Linked DNA regions of Mus musculus: region 2 is linked to region 1. A link is a contact called in public HiChIP or PLAC-seq data. All regions are on one chromosome and are shown on one strand. The core of a region is the stretch at or near the end of the contact, and the rest is flanking DNA. Distances in the headings are between cores, read along the strand shown. Region 1 has its middle 160 kb from the start of Clic5. Region 2 has its middle 10 kb from the start of Gm41582.

Region 1 (3,026 bases), core at 340-2,839:
AGAAGCCACCTTAGAGTTTTGCTTCTTCGTTCCTATATGAAGAAGCGACTCAAACTCTTAATTGCTGAAAGCCACAGCCGTTGTGTTGCATCCCATGATGCTGTGGGTTTAACTGAGCACAGCTGGAAGGTTCTTCTGCCCCAGAAAGACGTTGGCCGAGGCGTAGTCATGGGGGCTCAGCTGGACTGGAACATTTGAAGACAGTTCCCTCACATGCCTGGCAGTAGATAGTGGCAGTGGTCTCAAAGCCCATGTGGGCTGCCACTGGGAGTTTCTGCATGTGGCCTTTCCATGTGACTTGGAATTTTTCACCACATGACTGCTACATGCTGAGAGAGTAAATGTCTCCGAAGTGAGAGTTCCCAGAGAGAGGGAGGGGAAGCCAACAGAGAGCTTCAAGAGGTTAAGCCAAGACCTATATAGCATCTACCCATGGTGTCTCCATTAATCTGCAGGTTCAGGGCCAACCAAGCCTCCTGGGAATGGAAACAAAACTTGACTTCTCCTGAAGAAGAGATAGTGAAGTGGAGATTGTATTTAACTCACCACCCCTCATCTCTATGACTACCTGTTTTTTGAAGCATATGGAAGGCTGCATTTTTAAGAAACATCATCATCTACTTCCCCATCATCTTCCATGCATTTTTTTTTCTTTTTCAAAACACCTTGGGGCATATAGCTTCATTAAACTTTCCTTTCTCAACACATTTCCTGGAAAGAGTCTTGTCAGACCCCCAGAGATCCTATGGACTCCCGTCTCACTGTGGGGTAAAGACAAAAGCCAACAGCCATATCCTGCCTGGTTCGGCTTCCCTCAGTTACTGTGTTCCCCCTGGGATCTCTGCCCAGTGCTCAATCATTCCTATGTTTTAAATATGCGGTGTTCGCCCTCACCTCAGAACCTGTGCATCAGCTGTCCGCACAATATCGGATGCTCTTTCTCCAAATTCGCGCACGCGAGACACCCCCCACCTCACCCTCCCCACCTCCCACCCCATCGCCCACCCCCTGTCCTCCTGTGGGCGTGCCTCAGTGGCGGCCTTTGGAGAACTTTCCCTGCTCACTCCCTTCCTCACTCATTTGCTTTACTTTGTCACCAAGACCCTTAGAAATCCTGTATTGTGGGCTCATTTACGATTGATTCACTCCCCCCAGTGGAGGTCTAGAGAGAGAAAGATGTTTTGCTGCTCTGTCTACCACTGCGCCTCCAGATTTTGCAAAGGTGTCTGGTCTGGTGGCCCAGAAATAAAATGTTAACGAAAACAAAGCCAGCGATACCATTCATTAGTCGAGCGAGTGCTGTGTTCTCAGCTTCACAGATGAATGAACAGAGGCCCCGGAGGTTCTGTGGCTTGTCTGGGGTCACTCAGCTGGTACTAGAGAGGCTCCTTTAGAACCCAGACACCAGTGCCAGCAGCTGTGGGTCTTTGGGGTGCATTGACCCGTTTCAATGCAGGCACTCAGTCGGCCCTGATGTGGGCTTTAGGCAGGCTCTGTGCTCAGCTGCGCAGGCCTCCCCTGCAGAGAAGAGGGTCCCAGTAGCTGTCATTTTCTGGACAGAGAAATACGATTCTTGCTGCTCGATGCAGAACAACAGTAATTATGAGAGTCTGGGGGGAAGTGAGAACTAAGAGCAGGAGGGACAGTTAACAACTGCATTGACATACAAATTATTATTTTTGGTAACACACAGCATTTCCTCTGATGAGTCACTGAACACATCCGTCACAAACAGACATACTTCTCAAAATAAAATAAAATAAAATAAAACCCAACAACCCAGCCTGAACTCTAATGATGCTTCCCAGAAGCAGGCAGAGTTGAGAAAGACACTGACAGCAGGTGAGGATAGACCCACTCTTAGGAGATAAGAGGAACGAATCCTCTTCTTGTTCCTTTTCAGGCACTTCCCCCAAATTACAGAGAAGACACTGGAAAGTCTAAGAAATGCAATATATACACCTGAGAGGCTGGATGGTGTTTGAGTTGTTCCGAGTCTGCTTTGCAGGACAGATCTGGAAAGATGTGGGGCTGGGAGGAGGAGTCTGCCTTTTCATCTTTTCCAACTTCATTCCCATTGCAGGAACTATCTGCCTGTCTGACAGCCCCTGAACTACAGAGTTGGGCATTCCCACTAGTGGGGAACTTGTGCCTTACTGTACAGTGTGTTTTTCTGAGTATTTTGCTTGTGTGATGGCGGGGTGCCCTAAACTCCACCTGTCAGTTCTGGTCTCTTCTCGAGAGAGACACGCTGTGCCAACTCTGTCAGTATCACAAGAACCTGTAACCAAACAAATTGGCATAGCTTTCTGGCTCTTAAAGTCAGGGTGTCCTGATGTTTGGCAGTAGGAGTCCTCTTACGCTCTCTCTCTCTCTCTCTTTCTCTCTCTGTGTGTGTGTGTGTGTGTGCTCGCGAGCGTGTTCTAGCTTTGTACTACAGGGTCTTCTTTTAGAGTCACGTGACCTAGTCTAATGTGCAGGCTCTCTCACCCAGACACCAGGTGAAGGCACTCTGGTCAGCTTGAGACTGGTGAGCATGGCTCTGGTAGGCTTTGCCTGTAGCCTCCCCTCCGCAGCCTGAAACCTGTTTGCTCAGGTTTCTCTGTTTGCATTGGGGTGGAGCTTGCCGCTTAATCGTTCTGCCACGCCCACTGCTGGAGCCTGCCACTTTGCTGTTCTGGAGCCATACACGTGGTCACCCTGCAACTGGACTCCAGGATTATTTGGTGGGAATTAACCCTTTCCCCCTGCTTCATAACTCGGTGCACGAATTAGTAAAATTGAGCTTTGATCAGAATCCTGTTTGACTTGGCTCCGTTCTTTCTTCCGTCTGTCTAGTTCCTTTCTTTCAGCTCGAGCTGCCATCTCAGTTCCTCGCGAGCAGCTGGTCTGCCCGCAGCACTTGCCCTTCTCTCACATTCTCGCTTCCTTGCTAAAATCCACTAGATGACATTTCTAAAGCCACCTATGAAGGTCGCTTTCTTTATTTGGCCACTTCCTCCTCCTAAGGTTGACTACCAAGGTCC
Region 2 (3,228 bases), core at 541-3,040, 920 kb before region 1:
ATCTCCTATTGTTCCCCACCCTGTTCTCTCTTCTCTCTGGTCTTAGAATGAAACAAAGACTTCCTAAACAGCATCTCAGAGAGGAGCATAGGGTTTGTGAGATGTAGCTTGGATGGTCCTGCAGTGTTAGCTAGAAGGCTCAGGGCCTAGGAAGACTCTTTTCTGAGATTAAAGTCCATCTCTGAGAAGCCTGTCTCCCAGTGGAAGTGTTTGGCACCAACAGCCTGAGGATGTGGTCTTGGAGCTTGTGACTCCAGAGGAGAGTGGAGCAGTTAGCCAGAGCTTAGAAACTCACCTCCAATCACCACAAGATGGCAACATAGCTTCGCCCGAGCCCCATGCTTGGGAGTAGAGGTGGGTCCAGTTCTCTGAGCACTGGACTCCCATTCCTCTAATCTTGAAGGTTGGAGTATCCCTGAGTGTCTTCAGAGTGATCTGGGCAGTAATTGACTGTCGCTGGTTTGTCTTTTATTCCAGTTTCATTAAACTCGGTTCTAACCTGTTGCTGTCCTAAGCTCTGCAGGAGGCAGGAGACAGAAGGACAGTGGTCTACAAGACACTGGAGAGATGTGATTTCAGACCAGGCCTAGATGCACTGGTGATGTGGAATTTACCCAGTCCATCTTGAGAGAAGTTCTCTGTGACCTTCCATCTAGAAACCTTGTGGCCTGAGCTGAGCCACCCTTGGCAGCCTCACCAACTCCCTTTGGTTGACGGTCCTTCATCCTCTTTCTCATGGAAGCACATCTAGCTCTTCTGGACTATCTTGATTGGCAGCTTTGGGAAGTGCAAACATTACCAAAGAAAATCAGGCCAGAGAGTGGGCCCTTCAAAACACCTATCACTGCCAGACTCCCACCTAAGCAGCTCCCTCCACTGACAAGATACTTTTTTTGGATGGCTAATCAGGGTGTCCACTCAGGATTTCATTCCCATGTGGCCGTTGCTCCATCTTGGTCATGGAGGATGATGCCAGGGGGAGAAAAGAACAAGATAAAGTAAGACACCAGGCATCTCCAAGTTGCTTTGATGCAGGTTCATCAGAAAGAAGGAGAGAACGATCGCACTGATTTCAGGAACACATGATGCAGATAAAGGAATGGTGTGGATGAAAGGATAGCGTGACTCAAATAAGGACATGAATGAATGGGCGGTATGCATAAGAGAAGGGTTGAATGAATGGATGGTGTGAATACAGGAAGGATGTACGGTGTGAATGAAAGAAGGGTTTGAATGAATGGACAAATGAATGGATGGTGTGATTAAAGGCAAGGTGAATGAGTGGATGGTATGAACCAAGGTTTGAAAGGTATGAAGGAATGAACAGATGGTGTGAATAAGGGAATGGTATGACTGAATGGATTTTGTGAGTGAGAGGAGGGTTTGAATGAATGAGCGATCAGGTAAAGTGAATAAGGACATTTGTGGCTGAATAGATGATATGAATAAAGGAAGCGTTTGAATGAATGGATGGATGGATGGTGATGGATAAGAGGAGAATTTAAAGAAATGAGAGAAGAAATGGTGTTGAAAAGGGAATATGCATGAATGAATGAAGGATGGTGTGAGTAGAGGAAGGGTATGGGTGAATGAATGGATGGTGTGAATGAATGAATGAATGAATGAGTGAGTGAGTGAATAAAGAAACGGAAGCTGGATTGAGGAGAATCTAATCCTTCACCACGTGCCTCTGACCACTCTGACTGAGGATGCCTATGTTGTTTTGCAGAGGGTTGTGTGGCTTTACCAGTCCCCAGGGAGCAGCTGTGCTTAGACAGACACCCAAGAAGTCCACCCTCCAACAGCCGGAAATGGCAGTGGGGAAGTCTCAGCGTGTTCTTAGCTTGCTGCAGTCTCTGCCTTATTACAGGGGAGCTCTTGAACGGTTGGTGCACTTCAGTAATAGTGAATGTTGCTACTGCATATCGGAGGCATAGTCTCTGGAGGCATCTTCATGGTTGGGAGCGAGCACTCAACATATTTTATTGATTATGTTTAAAGAATGCAGGCATGAACGCAGGCACATACATACAGATGGATCTTACTATTTGACAGATCTGCCTGTGGATTTTCATACTCACTGACATTCATTAGTGCCTGAGACCAGCATGGATGATGCTTTTGCAACCATTCTTGGACACAGGCAGAGTGGCAAAATTTTGACTCACCTAGTGCGTTCATTCCTATTTATGAACAAACAAAGCAACATTCTGCTTTCTGCCGCAGCTCTCTCTATGTAATCACGTGTCCCTTCTGTGATATATTTAATGCATGGTTGGGACATTTCTGTGCTTCTTGCTATTGACTCCACTGTTGAAAATGGCCACAGACACAGTGCTGAAGAACTGGTGCATCCTAAGCCAGAGGAGGCCAATGTGCGTTACAGAGATGCCTAAGATATTTTAATTATATTTGTTCTTTGATAATTTCACACAGGTGTATAACACATGATTACTCTCGGTTCTCACCCATGCCTATTTCACTCCTCTTCCCTACAGATCTCCTGTCTACATTCTTTCCTATTTGTTTCCTTTTGTGACCCACGGAGTTGAAGCAGCACCATCTGTCTGGCCATGAACTTGGAGTTGTCTATCGAAGACTGGTGAGCTCAGCAGTGGGGACACAACTGAAGAAAATGACTCCCTTTTGGAATCTATCAATAATATAGAGTTCAGTAGTAAGGGGTATGGTCCCATGGCCTCTTCCCTTACTTATGACTGGTAACAGGGTTACTCTAAGGCCAGCCCACTGCAGATAACCACAACCGTAAGTTCATAATTGCAATGGTCATGGCATGCCTAGAGGATGACATTTGCAGCCTTTCTCCTTGTCTTCTGGCTTGTATGTTCTTCCCAACCTCTATTCTTCAATGTTCCCTAAACCTTAGAGAAGGCAATATAAATGTCTTGTTTATTGCTGGCCCTCAATTATCACTTATTCTCAGCGTCTTAGGCAGCCCTGAATCTCTGTATTTACCTCTATTCATTGTAAAAAGTCTTCTTGATTAAGGTTAGAATAGCTTTTGTGGTAGAATGTGGTGGTTTGAATATGCTTGACCCAGGGAATGGCAGTATTTGGAGGTGTGACCTTGTTGGAGGAAGTGTGTCACTGTGGGAGTGGGCAATGAGACGCTCCTCCTAACCACTGGGAGCCAGTCTTGTAGAGGCTTTCCAATGAAGACATAGAACTCTCAGCTCCTCCTGCACCATGCCTGCTTGGACAATGTCA

The links. HiChIP or PLAC-seq counts read pairs in DNA pulled down with a chosen protein or histone mark.
Region 2: a contact with region 1 is called in a RAD21 HiChIP or PLAC-seq map of pro-B cells, with 12 times the contacts expected there. The contact joins two enhancer-like sites. A contact is called at or near these places in 1 of 15 datasets of contacts at CTCF or cohesin (pro-B cells) and 1 of 115 datasets of contacts at active chromatin or transcription factors (embryonic basal ganglia).

Annotation. Positions count from the first base shown.
Region 1 is chr17:44,350,199-44,353,224 of GRCm38.p6, reverse strand. No RefSeq gene overlaps it. Among named protein-coding and RNA genes, the nearest start is that of Clic5, 160 kb to the right of the region's middle. Within about 2 kb of position 1,589, at least 60 of the 459 cell types and tissues checked have an H3K27ac peak or open chromatin away from gene starts, as enhancers often do. A contact at or near this core is called in pro-B cells, where this site is marked.
Region 2 is chr17:45,272,198-45,275,425 of GRCm38.p6, reverse strand. No RefSeq gene overlaps it. Among named protein-coding and RNA genes, the nearest start is that of Gm41582, 10 kb to the right of the region's middle. Within about 2 kb of position 1,790, at least 11 of the 459 cell types and tissues checked have an H3K27ac peak or open chromatin away from gene starts, as enhancers often do. A contact at or near this core is called in pro-B cells, where this site is marked.